Linked DNA regions of Mus musculus: region 2 is linked to region 1. A link is a contact called in public ChIA-PET data. All regions are on one chromosome and are shown on one strand. Each heading gives the region's core, a stretch centred on a gene start, on an enhancer-like site or on the middle of the called end of the contact. The rest is flanking DNA. Distances are from core to core; before and after follow the strand shown.

The links. ChIA-PET counts read pairs in DNA pulled down with a chosen protein or histone mark.
Region 2: a contact with region 1 is called in an RNA polymerase II ChIA-PET map of memory CD8 T cells, with 3 times the contacts expected there. The contact joins the promoter of Tacstd2 here to the enhancer-like site in region 1. A contact is called at or near these places in 3 of 484 Hi-C or Micro-C datasets (CD4 T cells, CD8 T cells and epidermal suprabasal cells), 2 of 115 datasets of contacts at active chromatin or transcription factors (embryonic stem cells and memory CD8 T cells) and 2 of 9 other capture datasets (adipose tissue and liver).

What each region holds. Positions count from the first base shown.
Region 1 is chr6:67,293,421-67,299,428 of GRCm38.p6, reverse strand. Il12rb2 (interleukin 12 receptor, beta 2) reads left to right here. Exons shown (of 16, transcript NM_008354.4): 13 at 384-521; 14 at 1,190-1,280; 15 at 4,118-4,217. Among named protein-coding and RNA genes, the nearest start is that of Serbp1, 29 kb to the right of the region's middle. Within about 2 kb of position 4,313, at least 7 of the 459 cell types and tissues checked have an H3K27ac peak or open chromatin away from gene starts, as enhancers often do. A contact at or near this core is called in memory CD8 T cells, where this site is marked.
Region 2 is chr6:67,532,582-67,539,208 of GRCm38.p6, reverse strand. Tacstd2 (tumor-associated calcium signal transducer 2) reads left to right here and starts at 3,387. Exons shown (of 1, transcript NM_020047.3): 1 at 3,387-5,150. The coding sequence starts at 3,503. The coding sequence ends at 4,456.

The DNA of each region.
Region 1 (6,008 bases), core at 3,064-5,563:
GTATGCTGCACTAACAAGACCTCATAAGTGACCATGCCTCTTGAAGTACTAAGTGCTGATAGATTTTGAAACTTTTAAGAGAGAAATATATGGAGCTGGTGAGATGGCTAAGCGGTTAAGAGCACTAACTCCTCTTCAGGAGGTCCTGAGTTCAAAAACCCAGCAACCACACGGTAGCTCACAACCATCCATAGTAACATATGACACCCTCTTCTGGTGTCTAAAGACAGCTACGATGTACTTACATATAATAAATAAATTCTTAAAAGAGAGAGAAATATGTTTCTCTCTCAAAATAAATGATGCATTAAGAATAAAAATGGGTGAGTACCCTCATTCAATTATTTTTCTTTATACCACGTTTTCCTTTATCTTCTTTTCAGAAATTCAGTACCGACGCTCTCAAAACTCACATCCAATAAGCAGCCTACAGCCCAGGGTGACATATGTCCTATGGATGACAGCTGTGACAGCTGCTGGTGAAAGTCCCCAAGGAAATGAAAGGGAATTTTGTCCACAGGGTAAGAAACTAAAAACAGCCAGTCCACTGTGGGCTCTGACATAGACACATTCCCACAGGACTTTTCTTACCTCACTAGTGAGTTTCCTGCAGACATTTCACGCTTGCTGCTACCTTCAAGTTGCCCTTCCACCCTACTGTCTGCTTGAAGACCGTGCCAACTAATTTTTCAAAATGCAGGAGAAATCCTTTCCCTCAGGCAGGAAGCCTGATGAGGCTTATGTCCACTACTGTATACTTCATCCACACTTGTGAGCTGGGGGAGGGGGAGGGGCTTTAAAGCCTTTAGAATATATAATTGAGCCCCATAGGGTGTTTTTTGGTTTGGTTTGGTTTTTGGGTTTTGTTTGTTTGTTTGGTTTTTTTTTTGTTGTTGTTGTTGTTTTTTTGTTTTTTTGTTTTTTTTTTTTTTGAGACAGGGTTTCCCTATATAGCTCTGGCTGTCCTGAAACTCACTTTGTAGACCAGGCTGGCCTCGAACTCAGAAATCCGCCTGCCTCTGCCTCCCGAGCGCTGGGATTAAAGGTGTGAGCCATCACGCCCGGCCCATAGGGTCCTTCTATCTTACTAGATAATCAAAAATGCCTAAGGTCCAGAGGACTCCAAAATATCAGACTTTTGAAGAATTCACTGAAGATAACTCAGTAACAAGATTTGCTCAATTTCCAGGCAAAGCCAACTGGAAAGCATTCGTGATATCAAGCATTTGCATCGCTATCATCACGGTGGGCACGTTCTCAATTCGTTACTTCCGGCAAAAGTGAGTTAGTTGCACCCCCCCCCCCAATTTAATATATGGACTGTGGCTGCATGCATGCATGTATCAGGTGTGTGCATATAAGGGGAAGCATGCAGCTATGCATAGGTATGTGGAGGGCAGAGGAAGATGTTGAGTGTCTTCCTATATGCTTTCAGCCTTATATGCTTTGAGGATCTTTCATTGACTCCAAGGTTGACATTTTAGCTAGGCTGATGACCAGCCAGCTCCCAGGATTCTGTTGTTTCCTCCCTGCAATACTGAGTTTACAGGCACACACAGCTGGCAATACCTGGCTTTTATGTGTGTCGCAAGGAAGTGAACCAGATCCTCATACATGCACAGAAATACTAGTACCCACTAAGAGCCATCTCCCCAGTCCTATAAATGCATTTCAAAAATATAAACCATCACTGCAGTGATAGGATAAATTTATTCAACCATTGTGGCTGAATGCATATCAAAAATTTTAAAAGTTTACATTTTAAAATCCCCAAAGCCAAAATCCATGTAAGCTGTCATAGCAGGTTCTCAGCTGGATAAAGAAACCTAGGTAATGGGTTGCTTTTGTGGCTCCATGGTTGGCCCGGACAATTTTCCTAGTGCACTATCCTGACTTGGATGAGATGTTGCACTATATCATCCCATAGCTTCCTTGTGAGCTTTCACTCTGTGATCTCACAGCTGTGTGCCACTATATTCTACAATCGAGGGAAATAGGAAAAGAGTGACAATACGTCCCCTTTCAGGAGCTTTGAAGAAGTTGTACATGATACTTTTAGTTAAATCTCAATAGACAGAACCTGGTGAGGCAAGATGGATTAACACTGTAGTCTTTTAGCTGAACTTACTGTTATTTCAATAAAGCAAGATCCTGAACTGTAGAAAAAGGAGGAAATAAGTCAATGGCAATGAGCGCTCTGCTCCAAAGATACATTACACAGTATTAAATGGTGATTATATTTGGGAACAAAACGATAGGTGACTTTAATTCTATTTATTTGATAAAAAAATGGGCTGACAAGATAGATCTCAGTGGGTAAAGGCACTTGTTACCAAGGCTGATGACTTTTGATCTCTAGAACCCACTACCAAGTTGTTCTTTGACTTCACATGCATAATAGCACATGCAAACCCACACCAATACAAAATAATAATTTAAATCCTTTTTAAGCGTAGTCTTAAAAAAGAACTACATTGGGATGGAGAGATGGCTCAGTGGTTAAAAGCATCGACTGCTCTTCCAAAGGTCCTGAGTTCAAATCCCAGTAACCACGTGGTGGCTCACAATCATCCATAATGAGATCTGAATACAGCTACAGTGTACTTTGATATAGTAATAAGTAAATCTTAAAAAAAACTACATTGTAAAAGAAAAATAATCAGTTCATTTTCAACACAAAGATGTCTTCAGATGCCAAGTAATAGGTACCAAATAGAACTAGCTCAGTATTCTGTCAGCTAGTGCACTTTGTCTGGCAGATCTATCAAAAGAGCCTCAAAGTAGAGGTCTTTAAGAGCTGGGCATGGTGGCGCATGCCTTTAATCCCAGCACTCAGGAAGCAGAGGCGGGTGGATTTCTGAGTTTGAAGCCAGCCTGGTCTACAAAGTGAGTTCCGGGACAGCCAGGGCTATACAGAGAAACCCTGTCTCAAAAAAAAACAAAACAAAAAAACAACAACAACAAAAAAACTACTTTGGAAGGGGCTAGAGACACTGGCTCAGCACTTGAAAGCACTAGTTGCTCTTTGTATGGGGGTCAGGTTCATTTCCCAGAACCTACATAGCGGCTCATAGCCATCTGTTACGCTAGTTCCTGGGGATCTGGTGCCCTCTTCTGACCTCTGGAGGAACCAGGCAAAACACTCTTACACATAAGAAGGCAAAAACAAATAATTTTCTAAAAAGACTTCGATAAAGTTTATCTCAGGAGTCAAAGAGAATCACATCCAAACGACTACTACCCACTATTGCCAGATAGCGAATCCATCTAACACAGTGGTCCTCAGCTATGGGTCACAGCCCCCTGGGGGAGGGGTGTTGAATAACCCTTTCACAGTGGTTGCATGTCATATATCCTGCATATCTGATATTTACATGATTCATAACAGCACAACATTATAGTTATGAAGTAGCAACAAGATAATTTCATGGATTGGGGTAACTACAACATAAAGAACTGTATTAAAGGGTGGCAGCATTAGGAAGGCTGAGAACCAGGACCTAACCTTTCTCATCAAAGTTTATCAGTCTTATTGGTTTAAATAATGTGCATTTATAAGTTTCTTGAATTTTTCCTCATCACATTAAAAGACCTATCTTTATGTTACTATGTTAATAGTATAACCACTGTTAACAGATATTTCTCTAGAATACCTTTTTCATAGCATTTTAAACACTATATTCAAGTTATTACTCTTATCCTACTTAAACCTTCATTGTAACAATTTTATCATAAACTGTAAATATTTTTATTAGCTCATTAGTAAGATCCCCAGGTCTATGAACAATGCCTTCTACTTGGCTCTATTTCCAGCATGTGCCACCCTACTGGTCACATATTTAGTTTAATGCTATTTGCTGAATTAATACATGGCTAGATAGTGACAAACCGCTAAAAATTAAATGAAAACAAATTTTGTTTTTAGTTTATTTAGCAAATTCTAAGTGGCCGCAGCATGCCACCAATCCAAGGAAGCCTTAGCTAATGCTTTTTTTGAGGGATTGCAATTTGCTTTCCGAACAAAAGATTCTTCTCCCATGAATTAACTGCATTGAAAGACTGTGCACCTGTCTTTGTAGACATATTTAACTAAATGTAACTGTTTTCTTATCTGTAGGGCATTTACTCTCCTGTCTACTCTCAAACCTCAATGGTATAGCAGAACCATTCCAGATCCAGCAAACAGCACTTGGGTAAAGAAGTATCCCATTCTGGAGGTAAGGTACAAATCACATTGGCAGCCAGTGTAGTGCTAGTGATGAACACAGCTAAGGAACCCCCACCCCCACCCCCACCCCCACCCCAGGCAGGAAGGAAATTCTGTGGGTGAGCTGAGTTGCTAAGGAGCCATCACGAGAACTTCTGAAGCCCATGAGCACAAAATCCACCAGGCTTTATTCTCCCATGAGCTTCCATGTTCTTCCTCACTCCAACTTATTTCAAAGAGAAAGCAAGTGGGTCTTGCCAATCAGGCCAGTCCTCAGATAACTGATCCAAACTCAGGGTAACTGAAGTTAACTTTCCCAATCCTGCTGAAGCACAGCACAGAGGAACAAACAATTGGCTTTGGGTTTTGTGGGAAGCCATATGTAAAGCTTTATGAAAGAGCTGGCTCAGCAGACAAGAGAATCTTTCCTGATGCTGAAGACTGAAAATTTTCTTCAAGATTCTTCTCTTGAATTATTTCCTTAAGCCAGAAGCCAGTGATCCTGCCTCTACTTAAAGGAACTGATCCTAGGCATCTCTGCTTTAGGACTGTAAATCAGTGCAGCGTTTTTGCCATTGGGTCTGAAGGGTCCGACCTGTTGCTACTCTGTGTGTGTGTGTGTGTGTTGGGTATGCTACTCTGTGTGTGTGTGTGTGTGTGTGTGTGTGTGTGTGTTGGGTAACTTGTCCAAGTTATCTAAACACCAAGCACCATTATATTGCATACTACAGCAAGAATAGAACTTTACTCTGTAGCTCTGGTTGGCCTCAAAATCATGAGATCCCAAATGCCTCAGGCTCCCAATGCTTGGAGTCCATGTCCATTTCTTTTCAGTTTTCATTTCCTTCCCAAGAATAACCATACTTGAAGACTTCTATTAAAGGATTTTTGTTTAGGTAACAAGAGCAAGTATAGTGATAATGACACAATGGTCAAAAGACACAACAGAAAGCCACAAAGCTTTAATAAATGCCTTGCTGGTGTGGATTCAAGTACCAGGATTTGAACCAACTGAGCTGAACATTAGAATGTTTTAGGTATAGAAGCCTAAATCACAGTGGGAGCCAACTCTCTCCTAGGTGAAAGCACTGCTCTTCATACTATAACCATGAACTCTGATTGGGAAAGAGAGACAAAGAGATTCTACAAGCCCTGATAAAATGCTAAGATGCCCAAAGGTTTAGACAGTAGAGTAACAGAAACTGTCATATAAACACATGCCAAAAGTCACATGGCAGAAGTACATTCACCACAATGTAAGTTCAAGTAAAACATGCATGAAGACGCCTATATGTGCTTAAAGGGTTTTTTAACCATGTCTAAGTGTATGTGGTGATGGTAGTGGTGTTATAATCTCGGTACTAGGGAGGTCAAAGCAGGAGTACCAGTGTGGGCTATCATAAGACCTCTCTCTCTCTCTCTCTCTACACACACACACACAAATTATAATAATTGCTTAATGTAGTTAGTGATCCTGGGTATGACAGAGATAGCCCTTACAGAAGCCAGCCAAATACAAACATTGATTATTACGGTAGCTACCTCTGGAGAGAAGTTGAGAATAGGAAGCCTTTTCATCTTTATTGCATATTCTTTTTGACCTCTTAACTATGTACTTGTATTACTTTGTACAAATAATCAGTGAATTGTGAAAAAGAAAAACTGTTTCTTATATGGGCTGGAGAGAGACAGGGTTTCTCTGTGTAGTCCTGGCTGTCCTGGAATTCACTCTGTAGACCAGGCTGTAGAAATCTGCCTGCCTCTCTCTGCCTCCCAAGTGCTGGGATTAAAAGGCGTGCGC
Region 2 (6,627 bases), core at 2,138-4,637, 240 kb before region 1:
TACAATAACTCCGAAGAGTATCCCTACCAATGCCAACTGTCTAACAAACACTAGTCTTACAATAACTCCGAAGAGTATCCCTACCAATGCCAACTGTCTAACAAACACTAGCCTTACAATAACTCAGAACAGTATCCCTAACCTTAACCCCCTAACCCTTAAACTTAATCCTAACCCACCATTGACCCTAAACTCTTCTGAACCCTACCACTAACCCTAATTACAACCTAACCCAAATGAACTAAACCTTAACTGTAATCCTGACAGTAATCCCTAAAAACAAACCTTAAAACTCAAACCTTAACAGTAACTCATTCTCTACTCCTAACCCTAATCTGCCCAAAACCTGATAACACTAACCAAAACTGAAGCCTACCCCTAACTTTCCAACCATAACTCTAAAGTGAACTCAGCCCCAACCCTAAGTCAACACTGACCCAATACTTTACCCGAACACTAAACCTAATTCTATCTCCTAGCTTTATCCCTAATCCCCAAATACCAACCTTAAACATAACCCCCACCCAAATTGTAACACTAACCTGAACCCTAACCACTAAATTTAATACTAACATGTCTTAACGACCAACCAGAAACTCTAAGCCTAACATTGAACCTACTAAACATAAAAAGGCCATTCCAAACCCTAATCCTAACTCTAATCTCTAAAGCAGTCCTTCATCAGAACATAGTCTCCTTTTCTACAGGCACAAGACTATTAAGATTCTGTGTTCAGGCATACATGTAGATGCAATCTCAGGGCGCCATTATCTAGTCTTCCTTAAAACTATGTATTTGGAAGGTGGACTAAGGTAGGGATGGTAATCAAAGATGTCACATGTGGTGATATTAATCTCTCCCAGGTCATAAACACTTAAATAGTTCACATGTACACTCTAGGGAGTGTCATATCAATATTGTGACATTCTGGACACAATTCACTGTGAATTAAACACGCAGTACCTAGTGCCTCCTGTATACTCTGTGCCAGGGATGCAGTAATCTGGCATGGCTGCTGCCCCTTGTAAGCACTGGACAATCCTGAAATGATGGGAAACTTTTGTTAAGTATTTCTACATTACAATAAAAACACAAAGAAATTAATCAAGCTAGCACTTGATTTTGCTTTTAATTAGAGGAAGAGAGAATCCGAGCTGGATCGGTTTGTGCCTGTTGGAGAAAGCCTGGTAGGACCAGCTATTAACGAAGGGAGCCAGGGGATATGAAGGTCATCTTTGCTCACTCTAGCTTCACATTGAGAATACCAGGCTTGGATGCCTGCACTTCCACTCCTCCCAGTACGTAACAAAATCCCATGAGGTAACTAAGTAGTCAACACATGATTACCTATATGTATCAGCCCTGAGACTGCCTCCCCACTAGCTTTCCTCCATATGGCTTGGGACTCAGGGGAATGAAAATGAGGTGGTATTACAAGTAGATAGTAGATTGTGACCACCCAGCAAATCACTTGAAAAGTGAGGAGATGGGATAATTTTTTTAACAGAATATAACATTGTCTTGGAGTTTACCAAGCTTTACCATTCACTGCCTTGTATATTTAGTTTGATTCTCAGGAAAAAAAAAAAATCTAAGAAACAGAGCCAGAAACTGATGTACCCAGTTTACTCTGGGCAACAGAGACCCAGGAAGGGTAATTTTTTTTTTTTTTTTTTTTTTTTTTTTTTTTTTTTTTTTGCTAATCCTAGGATGCAAAAAATAAGGAAGTAAAAGCAAAAGACATATTCCTGAGTGGATGTGGGAGGGATGTATCAGAAAAAGCTTCCTGAAAGTAACCAAGGAGTTGAGCAGAAAATCACAATTGTATACTGAAACAGATAAAGAAAAGGAGATTCTAGGTACCAAACTCTGCAAAGGCTGGTGGACGTCTGAGAAGTTTGCAGGGATACAATGATGATGGCAGTAACTATGACAGCAGTTGGCACTGTGCACCAGTTCATAAAATATGAACTCTGTTCTTAGAGCCAAGATGTCTCCTTACCTGTACATACACACACACACACAGAGAGAGAGAGAGAGAGAGAGAGAGAGAGAGAGAGAGAGAGAGAGAGAGAGTATTCTCAACAAAAAAGAAGATGTGCACACATTTGTGCTTTAGATCTTTCTCTGAGGCAAGGTGGGTGGAAGCTGGACAGGATAAGCTAGTTGTTCAAGAGACAGTGGGGGTAGAAATCAGAGGTGTGTACCGAGATCTCCTACTGCTATTGGGTAAGCATTTGTCCCTCGTGTCTCGACTTCCTCTGTCTGTAAAGACAAAATAATATGTTTGTATCTGTCTGCCTCAGGAATTGCTTGAAAATTAATGGTGCAGAGAGGCCCAACTGGCTACCATGAGTCAAATGACACCCTTGTTCAGTATTCTAGTGGCGTACATTAAATGCTGATATATATAAAATGTATTTTGAAGGTGGGCCTGGAAATAATTATAGTTTGTTAATTATTGTTAATTTTACCACAGCTTTGAGCGGTGGACTTTCTCTAGATTCTAAAAGAGAGTGTCGCTCCTTCATCCTATTAAAGAAGCACAGTTTCTCACAGGCTCCCTTCTCTCGTTATATCATTCAATACAGGGAAAGAAAATAAAAAATTGCCTCTCTTAGAATCAAATTGTACATCTCTCCTAGTGGACTGGCTTACTCTACAATTTTTTTTCTTTTCATTTATCTTACACAAGTACAGGCATATGCATTGTTCAATAGGACTTTTCATATGTGGCACACCATGACAACTGGATTGTGCTGTGCAGGTGATGTAGCAATAGAATTGTTTTAACTAGCCTGTCTTCAGATGCTGCAACATTTTGTTTTTGTAAATACTCATTTATAGTTCTTAAAGCCAAGCAGAAAGCCCAGGGAGAATCCTGGGAAATCAGTGGCTGGGTGACTTCAGGTCTCCCTGCCTCAGCTGCACCATCTCACCTAGAATAGGGTTTACAGACAAAGGCATGTGATCAGGTTTATGTCAGTGAACTGTTTAACTGTGTTATAAGGTGTTCTGGAGCAAGAAGAGAGGGAAGGAACGAAACTGAAGATAGGAGTTGAGAGAAAAAGAAGGTACGGGATTATGGGGTCTGGAATTGTAGGGACGTGAGAGTCGGGAGCTGGGCCTCTGGAGAAACTCCTGAGGTGCACTAGGAAAGGTGGGACGCCCTGGTTCTGAGCTATGAGGAGGGGTGCGGCCAGGTAAGTACTGGTTTCCTCTATGGGGTTTTGGTCAGCAGATGGCAGGAGCAATCTCCCCTGCCTGATTCTATCTCAGGCAGCTCAGGGCTGCCGGCTTCTTCCGCGGGACCTGGGAATAGGGAGCGCCACCCAAATTCCATTGAGTGAGTCACTAGCTAACCAGTCCTACAGGTACAGGAGCTTATAAGAGCTGGAGGGAAAAGCCCGGCAGGAGTCGCCTGCAGTGTCCTACCCAGCCTGATCCTTCAGAATCCCTGCCTCTGGTCTGTAGTTGGAGGTCCATTCTACTCCACCCCACCATGGCGAGGGGCTTGGATCTAGCACCGCTGCTACTGCTACTGCTGGCGATGGCGACCCGCTTTTGCACGGCTCAGAGCAACTGTACATGCCCCACCAACAAGATGACGGTCTGCGACACAAATGGCCCAGGCGGGGTCTGCCAATGTCGGGCAATGGGCTCACAGGTATTGGTCGACTGCTCCACGCTAACTTCCAAGTGCCTGCTGCTCAAGGCGCGCATGAGCGCCCGGAAGAGCGGCCGCAGCCTGGTGATGCCGAGCGAGCACGCGATACTGGACAACGATGGCCTCTACGACCCGGAGTGTGACGACAAGGGCCGCTTCAAGGCGCGCCAGTGCAACCAGACCTCGGTGTGCTGGTGCGTAAACTCGGTGGGCGTGCGCCGCACGGACAAGGGAGACCAAAGCCTGCGCTGCGACGAAGTGGTGCGAACCCACCACATCCTCATTGAGTTGCGCCACCGCCCGACCGACCGAGCCTTCAACCACTCTGACCTAGACTCCGAGCTGCGGCGGCTCTTCCAAGAACGCTACAAGCTGCACCCCAGCTTCCTATCCGCGGTACACTATGAGGAGCCCACCATTCAGATAGAGCTTCGGCAGAACGCGTCGCAGAAGGGCTTGAGAGACGTGGACATCGCTGATGCCGCCTACTACTTCGAAAGGGACATTAAAGGCGAGTCACTGTTCATGGGCCGCCGCGGCCTGGACGTGCAGGTGCGTGGGGAACCCCTGCATGTGGAGCGGACGCTCATCTACTACCTGGACGAGAAGCCCCCCCAGTTCTCCATGAAGCGCCTCACCGCCGGCGTCATTGCCGTCATCGCTGTCGTCTCGGTAGCGGTAGTGGCTGGTGTGGTGGTCTTGGTGGTCACCAAACGGAGGAAGTCGGGCAAATACAAAAAGGTGGAGCTTAAGGAGCTGGGGGAGATGAGAAGCGAACCTAGCTTGTAGGTTTCCTGTAGGATGCCCCGACTTCCTCGGCACCTCAGACCAGATGGGTTGGCCTGTTAATTCTCAGTCAGGAGGTAATTTTCCTCCCAGCTTTGACCTCTTCCTTCTCTCTCCACAAACAAGTTCTCTAGATGCTGAGCTCAGGTCACCTCCCTCGCCCTTGGTTTTTTAAGGACGCATTTCTGAAATTCCTTGTCTAGTCACTGGAAACCTGACCGGGAGAGTTAAGCAAAGGCTAGATAGCTTGGTTAAGAAGCTAGTGCCAGGCAGCCCACTTGTTTCCCAGCGACTTGAATCTACCCAAAGACTTAAACGGTTTGAAATGGGAAAGCGGCGATTTGGCTATCCGGGTTGTTGGTGACCCATTCGCTCCCTGCCTCCCAACCTTCAGGAAAGGAAGAGCAGTTCACTCACTAATTGATCCTGCGCAGTGTTCATCTGCCATCGTTTGTATAAGAAAAGGCATTTCCAACGTCTGAAGTCATTTTCAATGTCTTTGTTGGACTGCATCTATTTTTCTGCTTGTCCTTGATGTAGCTGATCCTAGAGAGTTCTCTTTTGTAAAATGTTTGTACAGATGTGTCTTTGATAATGCTGCTGTTTTTTAAAACAACAACTCGAGTTTAATAAAATATGGGAAAGGCACACCTAAAAAGATAGGCTGTGTGAAAAATCCCTCCAGATTTATATCATTTTATTGTTCTCCTTTGTCTAATGCTTGAATTTTATATTTTAAATTCTAATGCTTCCTTCCTTGTGAAATCCTAACATTTACTGTTGATACTCTGGTGTTTCCTAGAGACTGGGCTAGTGTGCTTGCCTCGCATCTGACCCGGCCCTCGGTCCCATCCTCAGCAGTGGGTAGAGGGAAAAATGTAAACTTTGAGGTTGCTGTTCCTTTGAAGGAAGTTGCTAAAACTAACCGCCTTCAGATCTGAACAGGAGTGGGAGATGGACGCAGCCTTTGCCTGCTTATTAACAGGCACACCTTCCTTTGTGGGTTTTAAACCACGTGAAGGCGCAAAGCCCACCCCCACCCCCCACCCCCAGCAGTCCTAGGATATAAATGACTGGGCAACTTCAGGTCTCTGAGACTCATCTTCTGAAGAGTAGGAATGAGAGTCTGCTTTTCTTTTGTGAGGGCACACACTTTCTGGCGACAGATTGTATAAAGGCTTGCTATTGGGAGTTGGAGGAAGGGGGGAGGCAAAAGGGAGGAAAAACCTAAAGGTAGAAGTTGGGAGAATGAGAGAAGCATGGGAGAATGAGGTGGGGTAGCAGCTCTGGATACTTTCCTGAAATTCTAACATTTACTGCTAGTTCTCCAGTGTTTCCCAAGAGGTGAGAGGTGTAGTTGCCTAGCAATGGAAGCCGCGAGAGGTGGAGCCTAGGCGGGCAGGCGAGTATCGGTTTCCTCTCCTGGCTTTCGTTAGCCCAGAGGCGGGTGCAGTTTGATGTTATCGCACCGGGTGGGAGGCGGGGGCGGTACTCCACAGAGAGGGATGGCCACCCAAATTCCTTTGGGTGAGCTGCTGGAACCAGTCAGTCTGGTCTGGCAGAGAGTAAGGGCTAAAGGGAGCGGCCCAGCCACCGCAGTGTCCCAACACCTAGCCTGAGCCTGCTGTATCCCACGTCTGCACGGATCCCTCTGAGGCTAGGGCCCGGGTTCACTCTAGGACAGCGGATGCTAAATGTGATGCGTCGCTTCGCCTCCGCGCAGGACAGCGACACTTGCTCTGCCAACTAGATGGCAGACATGGGGGTTCCGCTTTGGTTTGGTACCCTATTTCTCCAGGCTAACCTCCACATTCTGCTCAAGTGCGCGACCAATCGAGGCTCCATTTCATAAGTGTTTTCTCGTAAGAGTCCTACTGTGATGTAGGAGGTGCTAGTCTCATTTAGCTGTTGGGCAATATTAATCTTGGTGGTGAGACTGTTAAGCAACTTCCCTAAACCCATATTTATGAGCACATCGGTCTTCTTGCCATTGGCTGTACAAGCCACTCACCAATTACATCAAGCTTAAAGCTTCCTGTTCCCTCACTTTTGCAAAGTCAAGTGTGCTGTTGTGGAACACTAACAAGTCATTACAATAGCTGGGAAGCTGATCTTCCACAATAATCTAGAGGCAAGGCTTTAGTTTCTCCCCCACAAAAATGCATCTCACGTCA